Linked DNA regions of Pan troglodytes: region 2 is linked to region 1. The links are chromatin contacts, called in public Hi-C maps. All regions are on one chromosome and are shown on one strand. The core of a region is the stretch at or near the end of the contact, and the rest is flanking DNA. Distances in the headings are between cores, read along the strand shown.

Region 1 (4,187 bases), core at 1,475-3,974:
TTAAATAAGATCACACCTCTATGAGCAAAATAAAAGATATGATCAATAACCCAAAAGTTTCCTGAAAACTGGCCATAATGGAGAAAACTAGCAAGATTTTTCTCTAAGGAGTGTAGTTACACAAGAAGGCTTAAGAGGACACTTGCAGGCTGGGTGTGGTGGTTCGTGCCTGTAATCCCAGGGCTTTGGGAGGCTGAGGTGAGAGGATCTTGAGGCCTAGAGTTTGAGACCAGCCTCGGCAACACAGCAAGACCCCACCTCTCCAAAAAACAATCAGCCAGGTGTGGTGGCACATGTCTGTGGTCCAAGCTACTCAGGAGGCTGAGGGAGGTGGATCACTTGAGCCCAGGAGTTCAAGGCTGCAGTGAGCCATGATTGCACCACTGCACTCCACTCTGGGTGACAGAGGAAAAACAAAAAAGAAGATACTTGCTTTCTGTTTCCTAAAAAAAAAGGGGGGCCATTAAAAAGAACACCTTTTCCAGTTCTAATGCAAGAATGAAGAAAAACACTGGAAGGCAAAATGACTAGAAACCCAGTCAGTACAGCACCATTTTCCACCCTACGCCCAGTCAATGGCTCTCAAATTCCTTCCCTGCCACTCCCTGCGGGGGGGGGGGGGGGGGGGGGGGCCACCAAGAGAGGGGGTCATGGGATGACCCGAGGGTGTGCGCTTGGGTGGGAGGCCCTGCTGAAGAGAAAGGGGCAAGACTACCAATTTAGAGGGTAATTTAGAAGATAACGATAAAGGTAAGAGAGAAACAGTGTTTCAAAAGAGATGCTGAATGGAGTTCTAAAAAAGTATAGATTCGGGTGAATACCTGGCTGACCCTTACCCAGGCACAAGCGGAAAACTCTGGCCAAACTCCAGATAGAAGTTCTTCTAGGAATCCTTATCAAATCCACTGTCCACGAACCAGGTTCCTCCAAGGCACCAAGGCAGGCTTAGGGAGGGTGTTTGAACAAAAGGGTTAAGGCCACATATTTAATTTAGAGCTGAATGGATCCTAGACCTTACCATATCCACGCGTGCACAAAACCCACTAGGAGGAGAAATTAGAAAGCCCACGGAAAAGTATTACAGACTTTTTTTCCGGTTTTTGTGAAACCTGGTGAGCAATGCCATTCGTGTTTTTAAGTAAGGCTGTCCACAGCATTAAATATTACAATTAAGATTCGTTCATTCAAGTAAGCTAAATGGATTTAATGTTGTGGTAGTTGGTTAAAAACACGTCAAGATAAATCGCTACCTTCAGTGGTTGAGAAGATGTCAGATATTTTATCTTGAAGTAGAACGTTTACTTTTGTTTGATTCCAAATGTATCTTTATCCCAAGGAACACAGTAAATTTAAAATGTCTCTGGGAGACGTTCAGTGTGTACTTCACGTTATTTCTGTCATTGCTGTGTTCTCTGTCCTCATGCACAGTGCATGCTGCCTTATCCGGGCAGACGTTGCAGAAACATTTGTTGAAATGAATTCAACATTATTTATTTTGCTACCGGAAGACTGAGTCCCGCCACATATTCCCACCTGGCCCTTCATTCCAAACAGTGGGGATGGGAACCCCAATTTCACATTCCAACTGAACGTTAAGTTGGCACACACACTACTGCACACATCCCAAGTTTTGTGCCAGGATCTGCCCCTGAGAAACGTCCATAATTCTGCTCCGTGAGCCACAAGGGTGTACCTGAAGTTGCCAACTCCAGAAGCAAACTGAAAATTCAGGCCCGTGTCGGTCCCAGGAGCGGTTTAAATTCCACAATCGTCCCGTCCCTACACCCGGGTGAGTGCGCGGCCGGCCGGCGGCACCTTCAGCCGCAGAGCAGCCCCGGCCTGCACCTCCACCAGCGCCGGCGCGACCTCGCGGTGGGGCGGGGGCGTCCCCGAGTCCCAGCGCCGCGCCCCAGGCCCGCCCTCGCGCCTGCGGCCTCGCCGCGCCCCGACCCCGAGCCCGAGCCCGAGCCCGAGCCCGCGGAGGTCCGAGGAGGGACCCGGCCGGGGCGCAGAGCCGCGCAGGCCCCGCGCCGCTGCCCAGGCCTCGCGGAGCCCCGGCCTCTCCCCGGCGAGCTGCGGGCAACAAAGGCGGCGGCCCAGGCCGGCGCGCCGCGGCCGAAGAGGCCGAGGGGTCGAGAAGAGCCGCCCGCGGCCGCGCAGGCCTCGGCCCTTCAGGGGCCGCCGCGCCCCGGCCCCGGCTCCCCGGTTTCCGCGTCCCCGCTCCCGGGACTGGCCCCGGCCCCCGTTCCCCGGCCCTGGCCCCCGCCCGCGCACCCGCCGAGACGGCGCAGGGCCTCGCGCTGACCCAGACCCGCCGCTGCAGCCCCGCGCCCGGCGGCCTCCCTGGCCCGGCCCGCGCCGGATCCGCCCCCTGCACTCCGAGGCGAAAACCAGCCCCGCGGACGGTGCCCCGGACCGCGGGCGAGCCGGAGGCGGACGGCGAAGCCCTGCCCCTGCCTCCCGCCCGAGCTCCCCGGACGCTTACCCGGAGGCGGCCCGGCTCCGCTTCCTCGCCCAGCGCCGGCGCGACTGCCGCGCTCGCCTTCTCCTCTCGGCAACTCCTCCTCCCGCCTCCTTCCTCCTCCTCCTCCAGGAGGGGCGCGCGGCCGCGGCGCCTCGGCCCGAGCGCGGAGCGGGTGCGGAGGAGCCGAGCGGGCCGCCCCGCGCCCACTACTCGGGCCCGCGGCGCAGGCGGGGCGTCGGGGCGCGCGGGGCTGAGGCCGGGGGCCGCGCGGGGCGGGGCGGGGCGGGGCGGGGCGGGGCGGGGGCCGGGCACTAAGTGGGGGTTCCGAGGGGAGGGGCGCCGGGTCGGGGTCGTGGGGCGGACGGAGCGCGGAGCCCTGATCCCTTCCCCCACCCCCGCGCCCCTCCGCTGGTGCCTGCAGGCGGCCGCTCCTCCCGCCCCCAGAGTCCCTGTCCTGGTTTTTCCTTTGGTGCTTTCCCTCTGGCGGGGGTGGCCCCGGCTAACGCGGAGAGGAAAGTCTCCTCGGCCCCCGGCCCCGCGGATTTGGCGGCTGCGGTCCCTGTCCCCCTGTGGCGGGCGGTCGGACCCCCGCACTGCCCAGGTCCGCTGGGCTCGCGCGGGGACCCCGGCCTCGTCCCCGCAGGGAGGGGACCCCAGGACAGACGCGCGCGCACGCTGTGCAGAGCCACAAGTGGGGAAACCCTCCCCACACCTCGACTAAATTGTGAAAAATGCTTTTTAAAAAACCAAACATTCCTTGTTTCAAGCCATCTACTTTTCCATTTAGTCGTTTTCAGGGAGGTTTTGTACAAGGAATAGTTGTTTGTGCCGCCGAATTCCAAGGTAGTGTGGTATACAAGTTGCATGTTGGGATCTTAACTAATTTCTTTGGAAACTGGCTGAACATACTACTAATGTATAGCAGTACCACAAAAACTTGATTTTTGTCCATAAGAATCAATAGGAAAATTTGTATTTCTCTTACGATGAAAAGTGGTTAAAAAAATGAGTATCATTAGTATTTCAATAAAGCTTGGGGGGAGATAAATATTATTAAAATCTAACGAGAATTATTGTGGACTTTAAAAGTTGTGTTTCTTGAATAGTATGGACCTTTTTAAAAGAAAACCGAAAGTACAGAGAAAAAAGGGCTAGAAAAAAAGTCTAAAAAGTTGTTCAGGTATGAGTTGGTACCCGAATTATATCTCAATAAAGTTGTTAGTTACAAAAAAGTTCAAGTCCAGTAATCTTAATTCCTATGTCCAATATACAATCTAGATTTCCCCAAGAAATCTAGATTCATAACAGAAAAGTTGGATCTTTAGGTGATGCAAAGTTGATGTCATGTATCATACACTATCATTGTCATCTTCAGTTTTTACTTGAATTTATTAATAAAATACTACCATTATTGTTACCGTGATTGAAATGCAACACAATTCTCAAATATCTAATTACAGTGATTGGAGAATGTAGGTTGAAATAGAATTGTCAGAGAAGTTAGTGGGAAACACAACAAACAGTAATTAACGGTGGCTCATGCCTGTAATCCCAGCACTTTGGGAGGCCGAGGCGGGCGGATCACAAGATCAGGAGATCGAGACCTGCCTGGCCAACACAGTGAAACCCCATCTCTACTAAAAATACAAAAAGTAGCTGGGCATGGTGGCAGCTGCCTGTAATCCCAGCTACTCAGGAGGCTGAGGCAGGAGAATCGTTTGAA
Region 2 (3,943 bases), core at 953-3,452, 140 kb before region 1:
GCAATTATAGTCCCCGATGGCAACAAATGCCTTGAACCTGGTGCGCTGGCCGGCGCGGGTCGGCTTCTGCACCGGCATAATCTTCAAAACCTCGTCCTTGAGAGAGGCCCCCAGGAAAAAGCCAATGATCTCAGATTCCTTGATGGGCAGAGAGAAGAGATAGATCTCCTCCAGGGACTTGATCTTCATGTCCTTGACCAGGAGGCCCAGCTTGGTAATGGGCGTCCACCCCTTATCCTTGGCCTTGACTCCGCGAGCTCCGCAACCTCGGCCCTGGCCCGGTCCACGGCCAGATCCACGGCCGCGACCCCGGCCCGGATGCCACTGCGGAAACCTCAGCGGAAACCACCGCAGTTCCCCATCCCAGGGTCCCCCGGGGCTTCCGGCCCCCGCTGCACCGGCGTTATCCGCCATTTGGTGTTTTCTCAGAGAAGAAGTAGAAGCTGTTCTTGTTCGTCATCACTACGTAACATCCTTTGTTTTAGAAGCTCTTCTATGTTCCTCATCACTATGTAACTTGTTTGTTTTAGAAGCTGTTCTATGTTCGTCATCACGACGTAACATCCTTTGTTTCCTGTCTTAATGGCTTTCAGAGAAAACCCGAAGTCAGAAGCACACCGGCATCCACTTGCGGCCGCCCTGCCTGAATATGACATGGATGGGGGTGACCAACGTAGAGTCTTCAGGAGGCTCGGTTTGGTAACTTAGGCATAGTTAATACATCCACATCATTTTTCTGAATTCTATGTTCTTTCGTCTCTTTCTTCACATTTATTCATCTAAAAATGGAGGGAGAGGTTCAAAATTTTTTTTAAAAACACACAAGAATAGTGAGCCTTCTTCATTTGGAATTCATCCCAGTGTTAAAACAAATGAAAGAATATTGTGCAAATTTCCAGGAAAATGTCAATGATGACTGGCTAAATTGGAACAAATATCGAAAGACTCCAAAATGTTTACATCCCAGCTGGAGGCAAGTATTTCATTCCAAGTCAGGGACGGGACAAAGTGAGGCTGCAGCAGCGGAACAGGCGCAGCCTGAGTCCCAGCCCTCAGCATCACCAAGGTGCATTTGTCCCTGAGGACACCAGGAGTTGTGACAAATCCTGTTCCTTTGGTTTTAGAGGTTTTGTTGTAGAAGCCATCCCCATTTTGACCACTCCAATAATACTGTAAGCAGAGTTCAAAAGCTGAAGCGGGTACACTGTGCCTCCAGGTTGTGTTTGTGGATGATACCCTATCAGGGTCTGAATGTCGTCTGACAGTTGCATCATTTCCCTGGAAGAACACGTGTAGACAGGCCAGCCAGTGGCCCTCCCTGTACAGCAGTGGCTGTGGCAGTCAGTGTTGAGTGTGGAACTAGGACTGTGTGATCACCTCCCGATACTTCCCTTTCCTTTTTTTTTTTTTTTTTTTTTTGAGACAGTCTTGCTCTGTCGCCCAGGCTGGAGTGCAGTGGTGTGATCTCGGCTCACTGCAACCTCCACCTCCCGGGTTCAAGCGATTCTCCTGCCCAGCCTCCTGAGTAGCTGGGATTACAGGCATCCGCCACCATACCTGGTTAATTTTGTTTTGTGTTTTTAGTAGAGACGGGGTTTCACCACGTTGGCCAGGCTGGTCTCAAACTCCTGATGTCAGGTGATCCGCCCGCCTCGGCCTCCCAAAGTGCTGGGATTACAGGCGTGAGCCACCGCGCCGGGCCTAATTTTTTGTATTTTTAGTAGAGACAGGGTTTCACCATGTTGGCCAGGCTGGTCCTTATCTTAACATAAAGAATGATAAGGACTTCCTCACAGACTGTTGAGAGAATTAAATAAGTCAACACACATATAGTACTTAGAGGAGTGTGCAGTAAATATTAGTTTAATGATGTGAATACACACACAGGCATACTTGATAAAGCCTAGTGAATATTTGATCTGTCAGTAACAAAATATTCAAAAAACAGCAATGAAGATCAGCAGTTTCTTTTATAATTCAGGAACTAGATAGCCACAAGCAATACAGTTTCACTTTGACTTTCAGACACCACTGAAACACCTGTGCTAGTACTCAGGCTAAAGCTCTTGAAGAGGGCAAAATATTTTCTCCATCTACCTACCTCTGGCCACAAGCACTTATGTGAATTGGAACTCAGGAAATGGTCAAAATCGATGTACTCACCCCTATTTATATGAGTGTTGATTTAAATAAATTATTGAGATAATTTAATGCATTGATTGTTCAGATTAGAATTAAACAGGGTGACCTTTGAAAATTTCATCTCATGATTACTCTTCATGGTACCTACCATCAACTCTTTTCTTAACCATTGCTCAATACTTAATCCGCACTCCTAGTCCTACCTTCTAGCTTGAAGTTATCATTAAACTAAATAACAGCCTTTAAATGAAAAGCAGGATGATACAGTCTCATTATCTCAATACATAAATCATTTGGTTTTAATGCCACCAAAATCCATCACCACAGTAGCAGTGCCTTTCCCTTGTAACATGGACATTGTTTCTAGGTACTTGTTCTTCTAAGTCAGAAATGCTCTTCCATTATTACATACTTCATCTGTGACAACCATTTCTGAATTCACGTTTTGTTTGTTTGTTTGTTTGTTTGTTTGTTTTTTGGAGACAAGGTCTTGCTCTGTCACCCAGGCTGGAGTGCAATGGTATGATCTCAGCTCACTGCAGCCTGGACCTCCTGGGCTCAAGCAGTCTGCCCACTTCAGCCTCTTGAGTAGCTGGGACAACAGGTGTGCACCACCATGCCAGGCTAATTTTTTTTTTTTTTTTTTTTTTTTTTTGTAGACGTGAGGTTTCATCATGTTACCCAGGCTGGTCTTGAACTCCTGGGCTCAAAAAATCCACCTGTCCCAGCCTCCCAGAGGGCTGGGATTGCAGGCGTGAGCCACTGCACCTGGCTGAATTCTTGTTCCTAGTGGCTTTGGGTCCTAAGAAACTTCTGTTTGTTTGTTTGCTTGTTTAGAGACAGGGTCTCATTCTGTGACCCAGGCTGGAGTGCAGTGGCTCAATCACAGCTCAATCTAACCTAGAACTCCTTGGCTCAAGTTATCCTCCTACCTTGGCCTCCCAAAGTGCTGGAATTATAGGCGTGAGCCACCACACCTGGCCCTTAGAAACTTTGTAAACTGTTCATTTGGGTGAACCTAGAAACACCTTAGTAGATCCATTAATTCATTTATTCAACCAACATTTGCTGAGCCCCTGCTCTGCTTTGAGCTCTCCTCTAGAAAGTATGGCAATGCACGCAGGGGCAATTCTACATTCTCCCATGTGAGTGAGGGCTTCACCGTCTCAGGTTGAGGTGGAAATGCAAGGGGCTGCGGACAGGAAGAGGCAGATAAAGGAAGGGGACCTGCTTTGCTGGCTGCAGGTACACAGTCAGCAGCTCTGACATGGGAGCTCTCCGTCAAGACATCATCGCAGAAGAGATGATTCTTCCTGCGTCTGGGACAACAGCATATACAGTCTCTACCAGATGGCACGGACAGTTTATGGAGGTGGATGTGTAAAGAAAACATCCTCCTCACCACTCACACCCCTCCCCTCACAAGCCTCACAGCAGCTCAGAGCGTTCTGCAAAGAGGAGGCTCTGGTAGTGCCGCAAGCCCTTGCCTCCTGTTTACATGGCAGCGACTGTCACTCTTTTCCCCAGAAGAAATTCTGCTGTACTCTTCGAAAAGCAAATTAGGAAAGCATTCCCGCTGGCAAATTGAGTGTGTCTTCCTGCCATTGCCAGCAGTGCCAGGGGAAAAGAATTGGGGAAGAAAATCAGGGTTTTTCCCCACAACCTCACCTATGCTTGAGTGTTGGTACCCACCTAGAAAGAAGGGTGAGTTTAGTGCTCAGTAACAGTCAAGTTTTACCCAGAGCTGGTGGGCAAAGGCCTAGATGTCTGGCCTGCTTTGTCTAATTCTAGAGCTGAGGCT

What was found. A called contact is a pair of places that touch in the nucleus more often than the background predicts.
Region 2: a Hi-C map of stem cell-derived neural progenitor cells shows a contact between it and region 1, with 2.9 times the contacts expected there. The contact joins the promoter of LOC107969413 here to the promoter of SOCS6 in region 1. A contact is called at or near these places in 2 of 7 Hi-C or Micro-C datasets (blood and stem cell-derived neural progenitor cells) and 1 of 1 datasets of contacts at active chromatin or transcription factors (stem cell-derived excitatory neurons).

The regions. Positions count from the first base shown.
Region 1 is chr17:80,333,244-80,337,430 of NHGRI_mPanTro3-v2.0_pri, reverse strand. SOCS6 (suppressor of cytokine signaling 6) reads right to left here and starts at 2,724. Exons shown (of 2, transcript XM_001151286.7): 1 at 2,486-2,724.
Region 2 is chr17:80,473,403-80,477,345 of NHGRI_mPanTro3-v2.0_pri, reverse strand. LOC107969413 (small ribosomal subunit protein uS5-like) reads right to left here and starts at 2,202. Exons shown (of 2, transcript XM_054671930.2): 1 at 1-2,202. The coding sequence starts at 414.